2 separate regions of the Arachis hypogaea genome follow, and region 2 is linked to region 1. A link is a contact called in public Hi-C data. All regions are on one chromosome and are shown on one strand. Each heading gives the region's core, a stretch centred on a gene start, on an enhancer-like site or on the middle of the called end of the contact. The rest is flanking DNA. Distances are from core to core; before and after follow the strand shown. Region 1 holds the start of LOC112733343 (nuclear transcription factor Y subunit A-7). Region 2 holds the start of LOC112733348.

What was found. Hi-C and Micro-C count contacts between places; a contact is called where the count stands out from the background.
Region 2: a Hi-C map of leaf shows a contact between it and region 1, with 4 times the contacts expected there. The contact joins the promoter of LOC112733348 here to the promoter of LOC112733343 in region 1. A contact is called at or near these places in 2 of 8 Hi-C or Micro-C datasets (both in leaf).

What each region holds. Positions count from the first base shown.
Region 1 is chr13:128,817,427-128,822,058 of arahy.Tifrunner.gnm2.J5K5, reverse strand. LOC112733343 (nuclear transcription factor Y subunit A-7) reads left to right here and starts at 2,194. Exons shown (of 6, transcript XM_025782269.2): 1 at 2,194-2,443; 2 at 3,279-3,335; 3 at 4,203-4,339. The coding sequence starts at 3,311.
Region 2 is chr13:129,001,735-129,006,366 of arahy.Tifrunner.gnm2.J5K5, reverse strand. It overlaps LOC112733348, which reads right to left and starts at 2,797. Exons shown (of 1, transcript XM_025782276.3): 1 at 1,197-2,797. The coding sequence starts at 1,828. The coding sequence ends at 1,406. LOC112733347 (bifunctional riboflavin biosynthesis protein RIBA 1, chloroplastic) reads right to left here. Exons shown (of 7, transcript XM_025782274.3): 7 at 3,990-4,541. The coding sequence ends at 4,278.

The DNA.
Region 1 (4,632 bases), core at 945-3,444:
TCTAATGGTGTTTTGATTCCCATGATGGTTTGCCGAGTCTAGAATAATAATTAAAATGAAGAGTGAAACCTCACCCCGACCCCTAATAATTTCATGAAATCCTTTTTCGTTAGGGGTGTACATAGATCGAGTTTGTCTTGACCCGAACCCAACCCTAAATAATGACCGGGTCTATTTTTTAGACTCTTACTCGATCCTAAACCTGATGAAATCATACTACTTTCGGGTCACACTAAAACCGGGTCTAAATCGGTGAAGTTCGGACCTTGATAAACTTTATGTCAAAAAATTATGATGCATTTATTTATAAAAAAGAAAAAAATATACTTGTTATCGAGAAGTTGATATCCATATTTGAACTTGAATTTTTCTATAAATTCTAATTTCGTACTTCTTTGATCTATTTTCTAATTCAACTAAGTGTGATTAAAAATAAAACAATAAGCTTTTAATTAATATAACATAATATTGGAATTAATTTAAATCATATATACCTTTTTTAGTCCCTTAAGGTGCACATGGGGCCGGGTGAAGCCGGGTTTGCCTTGATTCGGACCCAACCCTAAATAATGACGGAGTCTATTTTTGAGACCCTTATCTGGACCCAATGAAATCACACTGAATTAGCCCCTAAAGTATTCGGGTCCGAGCCGGGCTGAGCCATGTACACCCCTACTTTTCGCCCCTTAATGAAAGCATAATCCCATCGCGACCTTTGACGATTAACTCTGTGAGACTTACTGTCCCCTCCATTAATGTCTCCATCTAGAGTTAACAGATCTTGTCCACATGGACCGTTAAGTCAAAAATTTAATGGACAAATTGTCCTTTCTTCTTTTCTTTTCTCCTCTCCTCCTCTATGCGAACCAGAACACCACCAGGCTAACTCTCCTCTCTCCTTCTCCTCAACATCATTTTTGGCCACTATCATCACCAACATCCACCACCATTCTCTGTTCTCGTTGCACCAACTCACTGTCACCTTCTTCTTCTTTTTCGCTGCACTAACCCATTGCCACCTCCTTTCAATTGAGTAATTTTATCTGTTTAAATATTTGAATTTGGTTTGGGATATGATCTTATGAGTTGTCCTTTTCTAGATTTTGATGAATGAGTATAGATATTTACTTAAAGTGTCGATTTTTATGTGAAAGAGTGAGTTGGTGATTATGGGGTGCATCGGTATGAAACCAAATAGAGACAAAGTTCTCTGTTTGGAATGCAGACTTGGAATTTAGTATGAAACTAAATAAAGACAGGGACAATCTAATGAGAGAGGGATTGTGAGAATAAGGAGAAGAAAAAAGGGAGAGAGGGTAATCGTGGCGGCACGGGATTGTCAATAGTGAATAGAGAAGTAGGGAGAGAGATATGGGTTTGTGATTTTGGTTCGATCAAAAAGAAGAAGAATGATGGCAGTGGAGTGGTGTAGCGAAAATAGAGAATAGTGGTGGATGTTGGTGATGATGGTAGCCAAAAATGGTGGAGAGAAAAAAAAAAAGAGTGCAGAGCATGGTGGTAGATGTTAGTGATGATTAGGGGTCAGGTTGTCATTATACTATTGTTGATAGAAACTTTGACAGAAGAGGCAGAATGTCTGATGAAAATAATGAATAGGAGTCGCGATAGGATTATACTTTCGTTTAAGGGGCGAAAAAAATTTGTAAAATTGTTAGAGATCGAAGTGAAATTTTACTCTAAAATTAATTTTAATATATGAATAATATAAATGAATTTTATATGTACATATAATTATATATTATTCTGTTAGCTAAAATAACTATTTTTAAAAATTAACGCGTGAATAATTATCTAAACGAACAGATATAATTGAATGACAGTCCCTATATCAAAATTAAAGTGTATAATTAAATTAAATGTTGTGCGTACCTAATTAAAGTATCATCATAACCTAATTAGTAAGAGAACAACTAGGGAATCAAAATATCAGCCAAAAATCAGTCAAAATGTGTTTGGGTTTTATGAAAAATTGGATTTTAGTTTGTGCTCCGTGATCTCAGAAACGATTTTTAAATATATTATTCAAAAAGTGATTTTAATTAAACGGTTTTCTTTACTTGTTGGCTGGTCACATTTTGTCTCCATATACTTTTCCAATTAGTAATGATTCGGTAGAGTCATTAGCGAAGAAACGTGGAGACATCTCTGTTTTGCCACGTCAGCAAACCATTTGGCAACCACACATTTTGTGAAAGAAAAGAAAAAGGAAGGAAAAGGAGAAAGGGGAGAGAAGAAATTGGTGGTTGTTGTGGATAGGTAGGGGCCCCAGGTTAGTGCAGCGAAGTGCAGTGCGTATGTTTTTGTGTGAAAGCGCACACATACTCTCTGCTGCTACCGCAACACCAACACCATAAACTACATTCCTTCCTCCTTTCTCTCTCTTTCTCAATCAACTTCAATTATTCACTCTCCTTCACTCCAGGTTTTGTTCCTCCTCATTTCTCTTATTGTCTTCTTATTATTATGTTTTTAATTTTGGTTATTTCCTTTACCTGTTCGTTCTTTTTTTTACTTTCTTGTGCATGCTAATCGGACGGGTAGACTAGAGGGAAATTCATGCACTAATTGGATTATTATTGGTTGGTTGGTTGGTTGGTTATGTTATCCTTTCTTGCTTGCTTTCTATCGTTGAATGAATGATCTTCTGGATATGGAGTAAGACACCAGCTGTGATTTTTGTTACCGGTCTTACACTCTTACCTGCAAATTTAAAATTTCTGTTTGACCTGACCTCTTCTTGTTTCAACTTGTGTACAGAACCTTAGGGTATCCAGTTGTCCTGTTCTCTCTGTTTCTTGTTTTGAATTGGGGTTTTAGAATTGTGTCCTGATTCATCATTATTAGGGTCAAACTTATCATTAGCAAGAATGTCCACTTGATGTTAATATGTAGCTGAACCTGCCACTAAAATACTCTGGAATTGAAGCATTTTCCTCTTCCTTGTTGTGTTTACGAAATGTGGATGGATTTGTATTAAACATGTTGGAATCAGCTTTCTCGACTCTCTTGATTTTGAAATTGATCAAGAGTCAAGAGATTGATTGATCCATGACAATAAATTGGATGTTTTACTATCTTTGACTCCCTTTCAAAAATTTCTCAAGATATATGGTAACTTGTAATGTCTCATTTAGATTTTATTTAATTTTTATGTTTAGGGTTTAGGATTTTATTTCAAGCACCTGTGGTTTTTGTTTGTATGGGATGTAGCTGCAATAAGCCTGAATTTGGTTAACAATGACTGTTCTTTTTTCCAGATTTGGGCACGTTTGAGGGTGATTAGGAAATCATGACCTCTGCTAATGACATCACTGGTATTACATATGTATATTCTTTGATTCATATTATTATTTTATTGTTCCTTTTTCATTCATAATAATAAGTAGATTGCATTCTTGTCCCAAGTTTTAGTTAACAAAAAATGAAAAAAGAAAAAAAAAAATTTCTTGCTATTTCTTGAGTCTGCTCTAATGGAGTTGATAGAGGAAAATTTTCCTGTTCGACAGAAATGGGTAAACTTGGTGGTCGGAAAGATGCATAACTGCTGTTGTGAATGCTATAGAGACTGCTTTAGTGTTGTTTTTTTGTATAATCAAAGTATTATATTTCTTAATACCAAGAAATGGTCGAAGGTACAGGATGTGGTTTGGTAATAACATATTTTCAGATGGTATGGGATGAAAATATCAGTATGCACTTGGGGTTGTCTCTTTGTGGACATCCAATAGAATCATTTGTGTTAATAAAAATGTAACTGGTAAAAGATTAGGAACCAACTTTCTTTTCAGCCAACAATTAGCCATCATTCCTCTTTTCTTTTAAATTTCCCTTTTCCTCCTTTTAATCTTTTCTTATTCATTATTTTGTTGGTTCATTGTTGGCTGAAAAAAATTTGGTTTTCTAGCAAAAATGAAATTATTTCTTTTTGTCTATTGCTTGAGGACATATAATGACACATATTCCACTTCCCTATAATTTAATTGGTACTATGCTTCACAGAAAAGCTTATCTGTTTCTCAGCTTCTTCTACTTTTTCTAGGTTGATTGTTAAGTTATTCTGTTAATTTTAAATTGAGTCTCCTTTTCTATACTATCCGAAATTTTGCGTTATTTGTTACTTGTTCTTACTGGTATCCTGAGGACAAAAAGTATCTTATCATCGTATTGAAATGTTTATCCAGATAATGAAGCTGATGGGAAGCAACAGTCTGAATCAGAGATGCAGTCTTCCTCTGCAAATGGAACTTCTGATCCAGACACGGGTTCCCAGAATGTTCAGTTTGAAAAACCTGCACAGCTTGGAGATGTTCTGGCTATGGTATGAGCTTTAAGTTTCTTTCTGGTCTGCAATGTGCTTTCTTATTATATCTTAAAAGACAAAATATGTTTCTTCAGTGATTTGACAATCTCGGTCCTTATTGATTTGGCATCGTATTACTTAATTAATTTGAGAAATCCTAAAGAATATTTTGTTTTCCATAGGCCATAGCCATTGGACACCATCCAATGAGTCTTGCTTCTCTTGTAGGTATAACAAATAGACATACATGGCAATTTTTTGTCATTGAAGCAAATTGACTCTGAATGTTATCAAGTCATGATGACATTTTC
Region 2 (4,632 bases), core at 1,548-4,047, 180 kb before region 1:
ATTTAAGTGAGATTGTAAATTGTTATACGTTAAAAATAGCAAAATTTATATTATATTTTAGTATTTTATTAGTAATATTATATATATAAATTTTTTTGTTAATTAAATTTAATATCAACAAAAAAAATTATTTTTATTATTTTTATTTATCTAAATTTTATTATTTAATTTGATTGAATTGAATTCATAAAAATATTTTTATATGTAGTATATTTCATATTTTATACTAACTTTTTTTATGGTTATTTAAAATTTATTTAATAAACAATATTAAAAATATTACAATTTATTATTTTTATTCTATGAATAAAAATAATAAATTCTAATCGTTATTTAGCGTCTTTCAATTTAAGAATCTTCTTACGTGACTTATGTCTGACACCCTGGAAACTTAAATTAAAGAAGCTGGAATGTCATCAAAGCCAGCCTCAACGAACACCTGTCTACTTTTCCCATTCACATTTTCTGCTCTGATTACTATGTTATTGGGTTTTCCATCCAATTTTTGGAAATTCACGATCTCTCCCGATGAAGAATCCGGTTGAATTTATTGAGTTCATTTTGGTATTGGGATGAAAAATAGGGTACATACTATATCTTTTATAAAGTAATACTGTAACACAGATGATCCCACACTTTTAAGACCATGCTTTATTTCGTGGTTAAACAAACTTTATTTATGAAAAGAAAAGCTTATATGATGATGCGCCTCCACCGTCCACCACTATACAAATCAAAATGAATGTTAGAATGGTCATTATCCATGTTAAAGGCACAAAACATGTTAAACAACACGGTCCTTTTTTTTAATTAGAACAACAACACAGTCCTATGTTGCAATGGAATCTTCTTTTGACTGAAAAAAAAATGTCACTAACTCAAGTTTGTGCCCCGTCTCACTCGTCAATTTTCAGTTGGGTTTTTCACATGTGATGTGTGCCTTTAGGTAGGGTTTTGGATTGCAACCTAACATCAAAATAATGCATCTGTTTTATCGTACAATTGGAGAGGGACCGAAAGGAAAAGCGATGGAGGAGAACAAACACAAGCTGTCCTATGATTTGTTGTCTATCAATTTTTCACTCCGGTGATAAAAAAAGATAAAGCAAATACAAAAAAGAATAGCATAAAGTTCATTGGCATGTGGTTCGCCACAATGGCACAGTCAAATAATTGCAAAAGGAAATCAATGGGAATGGTAACAATAATAAAAGTGTATCATTCATCAGAGTAAGTAGAAATGTAGAATACACAAAAATAATCAAATTAATGAATAGTCTCACACCGCCGAAAAGAGCAGCCAAAAAAATGAAGTACAAAGAGTCCACCATACAGGTAAATTTTCATGGTACTAAATAATGAATAATATGAAAATTAATAAATATAACTCTCCGTGCAAATCGCTCTACATCAATAACGCCCCAGCTACAACTATGGCTGCAGCAAATCCAGCGGCGGTGAATCTGTTCAATTCGGCGGCGCCACTTCCAGGGTTTCCAGAAGGACTAGGAGCTTCAGATGGAGAATCGGAGATGGATGAGGGAGTGATATCGGAAGGAGAGCTGGACGGCGAGCCAGAGGGAGACGGAGAAGGAGATGGAGGAGAGCTGATACCGGCAGAGGGCGAAGGAGATGGGCCGCCTCCGATGGGAGAAGGAGGAGATGACAGCGGAGAATTTGCAGAAGGAGAAACTGATGGAACCGGCAAAGTCTTCCTCGGAGAAGGTGCTACAGGCGTCTTAGTGGGAGAAGATGCCGGAGATTGAGCCACGACGGAGCTAACTAACAATGCAGCTACTAGCATTAACGCAGCCATGGAGGTTGCCATCGTAGAATGAGAGATTCTAGAGAGAGCTATTGCGCAACAGATTTTAGAGTAAGAAAGAGAGACTTCAATTGAATAGAGAGTTTTAGTAGTGGAATGTGATAGTGGTGAAGTTCAAGAAAGGGTTTGAGGGCTATTTATAGAAGCTTAAGTGTGTAACCGCGTAGTGGGGACGCGGTGCGTGGTGCATCATCATTTGTGAGCCGTTGATTCGTTTGGTTGATGATCAAGGGTGAATCAAACGGTAGAGTTGCCTTAGCTTGATGCTTGAAGCGTAGCACACGACACGCGGAGTAGTGTGAAAGCTGAGAGAGCAAGCTGGTACAGCTGTCTTTGAATCTGGACCCTACGTGTGGTCAGAATGTTCACGAATTCTGAACCGTTGGATGGATTCTAGTTAAAGAAAGTCGTAACGGTCGAAAGTAGATATAGAAAATTAATTAAAATGAAGAATAATAAAGATGGGGAGATTGAAATATTTTCTAGGTGATGCGAATGCGAATTTTGATTATTTATTTATTTATTTAGTTTCGGCGACACATACGGAGTGGCTACGGAATTGTTGGTCTCACGAAACGTAGAGAGGGTCAGAGGGACCACGTCGTTTCATAAAGTGAAATGTCTCTATTTCTGCTAGCCGTTGAACGGAAACTTATCATTAAATAAATGTAGGAAAAGATAAATTGAACTGCGGAAAAGCAAAAGACAATTACTTGAATAATTGAATTTTTGTTAATTGAAAGAAAAGAAAAGAGATTTGACAGTTTAAAACTTTAAATTTTCAAATGTACACTCCGTTATTTGTTGAGGGAACTAGTTCTGTCTTCTGTGTTTGTTAGCTCAGTGTTTCAGATTTGCCCTTACATGACACTTAATGTTGTCTTGCATATAAATATTTTCTTTTATTTTAGTGCCAAAAGTTGCAGGCCAGGCCTGCAGTAAAATGTTTATTTAGAAGTATATGCTAGGTTGGTCCCCGTTGGTGAAATCATACACTGGCTCACAGCACAGCGTGAGGAGAGCCTATGATATACTTTTTTTTTTTTTTTTTTTGAAATAGAGAAAGCTCAATACATTAAGGTGGAGTAAAACAAACAAACATAAAAACATAAACGCTATAGACAAAGCAACCAATCTCCTTATACACCTTCGACTCAGCTAACAACTCCCGAAGCCATCACAGCCATACCACTCTTTGTAACTCAACACCGTCTTTGTTTGAATGGAGTCAATACTTGCCCGTGCATTTTTGAAAATTTTGGCATTACGTTCCAACCAGATGTTCCAGATCACTGCAAAGAACGCCACCATTCACAGCTTCTGTCCTTGTCTTCTGCCGTGCATGCCAATCCAACTCCCAAAAAGATCTTTCATGGTTTCAGGGATAACCCAAACACTACTAAAGGATCGCAACCAGTAGCACCACACCTACCATGTTACCTCACACCGAAGAAATAGATGCTCAACATTTTCTACCCCCTTGTGGCACAGCAAATATTATCACTATGAATATGAACTCCTAATCTAGTCAATTGCTCCTTAGTATTAATTCGACCAACTAGCACAAACCATTCAAACAGTTCAATTCTTGGGGGTACCAAGCCTTTCCATAGTGCACTGGTGAAACTATAGCTCGTGATCTCCTCTGACAACGTTTGGATTACCTGCAAAAAGGACTTCGTGGAAAAGACACTTGTGTTATCAAATTTCCATATCACAGTATCCTCATTTTCAGGTGACATCCTCACTGGCCTTAGTCGCTCATGCAGTTGATGTACCAGTTCTAACTCCCATTGGTATACTATTTAGTATTTATTCAAAATGATGCTATCCAACCTGGTTCCTTGCCAAAACGAAACATAAAACATTATCAAATAATTTTCTCTTCCTCCATCTCTTTTCTATTTTTCCAATTTGTCAAGCATTGTGAAAACATATTTTTCTTGGAGCCAAAAAATTTCAATTTAACATATCTTCATATAGAGGACTTTTGGCCAATTATACAGAAAACTTATTTATACCCAACATCTAAATATTTTTCAGCTTTAAAAAAATTAACTAATAAGTGAGAGGTGTTCAATATAAAATATTAACAGAACCAATAATATTAATCAATTTTTTTTTCTTAATTGTAACTCGACAACTTTATACGTCATGTTAAGTATTTTGCCAAACATTAAAAACCTCTATATATAACCACAAAGGCAAAATTGTCCAAGCAATGCCTAAATCTATTATACATGCTACATGGTACTATACTTTAGCAAAAACTGTTTGAGCAAACCTAATACAGTAGAGAACACCCAAGGAAAAAATCAACCAACTAGCTGGAAAAATTTGAATCAGAGATAGATTCATGATTCCAGTGATCTATCTCTCTTTAGGTCCATCTGCAAAAACACACATTTACACTCTCCTCTTCCACTTGTGCAGCTGGCAGGGAAAAAGAGGGCTATTGGCTAGTTGCACCCTTAGAATCATCAACACCGGGTTTACCATTGCCCCTGTCTGGATTCAGTTCGCTGTTGGATTTAAGTCCATAAACATGACCCATTTTCACACGCTTTGTCTCCAAATATCTCCTGTTTTCCTTTGTAATAAGTGCTACCAAAGGAATCCTTCCAGAAATTGTCAAACCATAACCTTTGAGCCCAACATATTTTGCTGGATTGTTTGTCATCAGCTTCATTGAACGAACACCCAAGTCCCTCAGTATCTGCAAGCACATTCTCAGATTATTTTAATCAATTCAATGAAGTAAAAACATCTGAAACTCTATGTTGCTCAGGATAATAATAGGATGAATA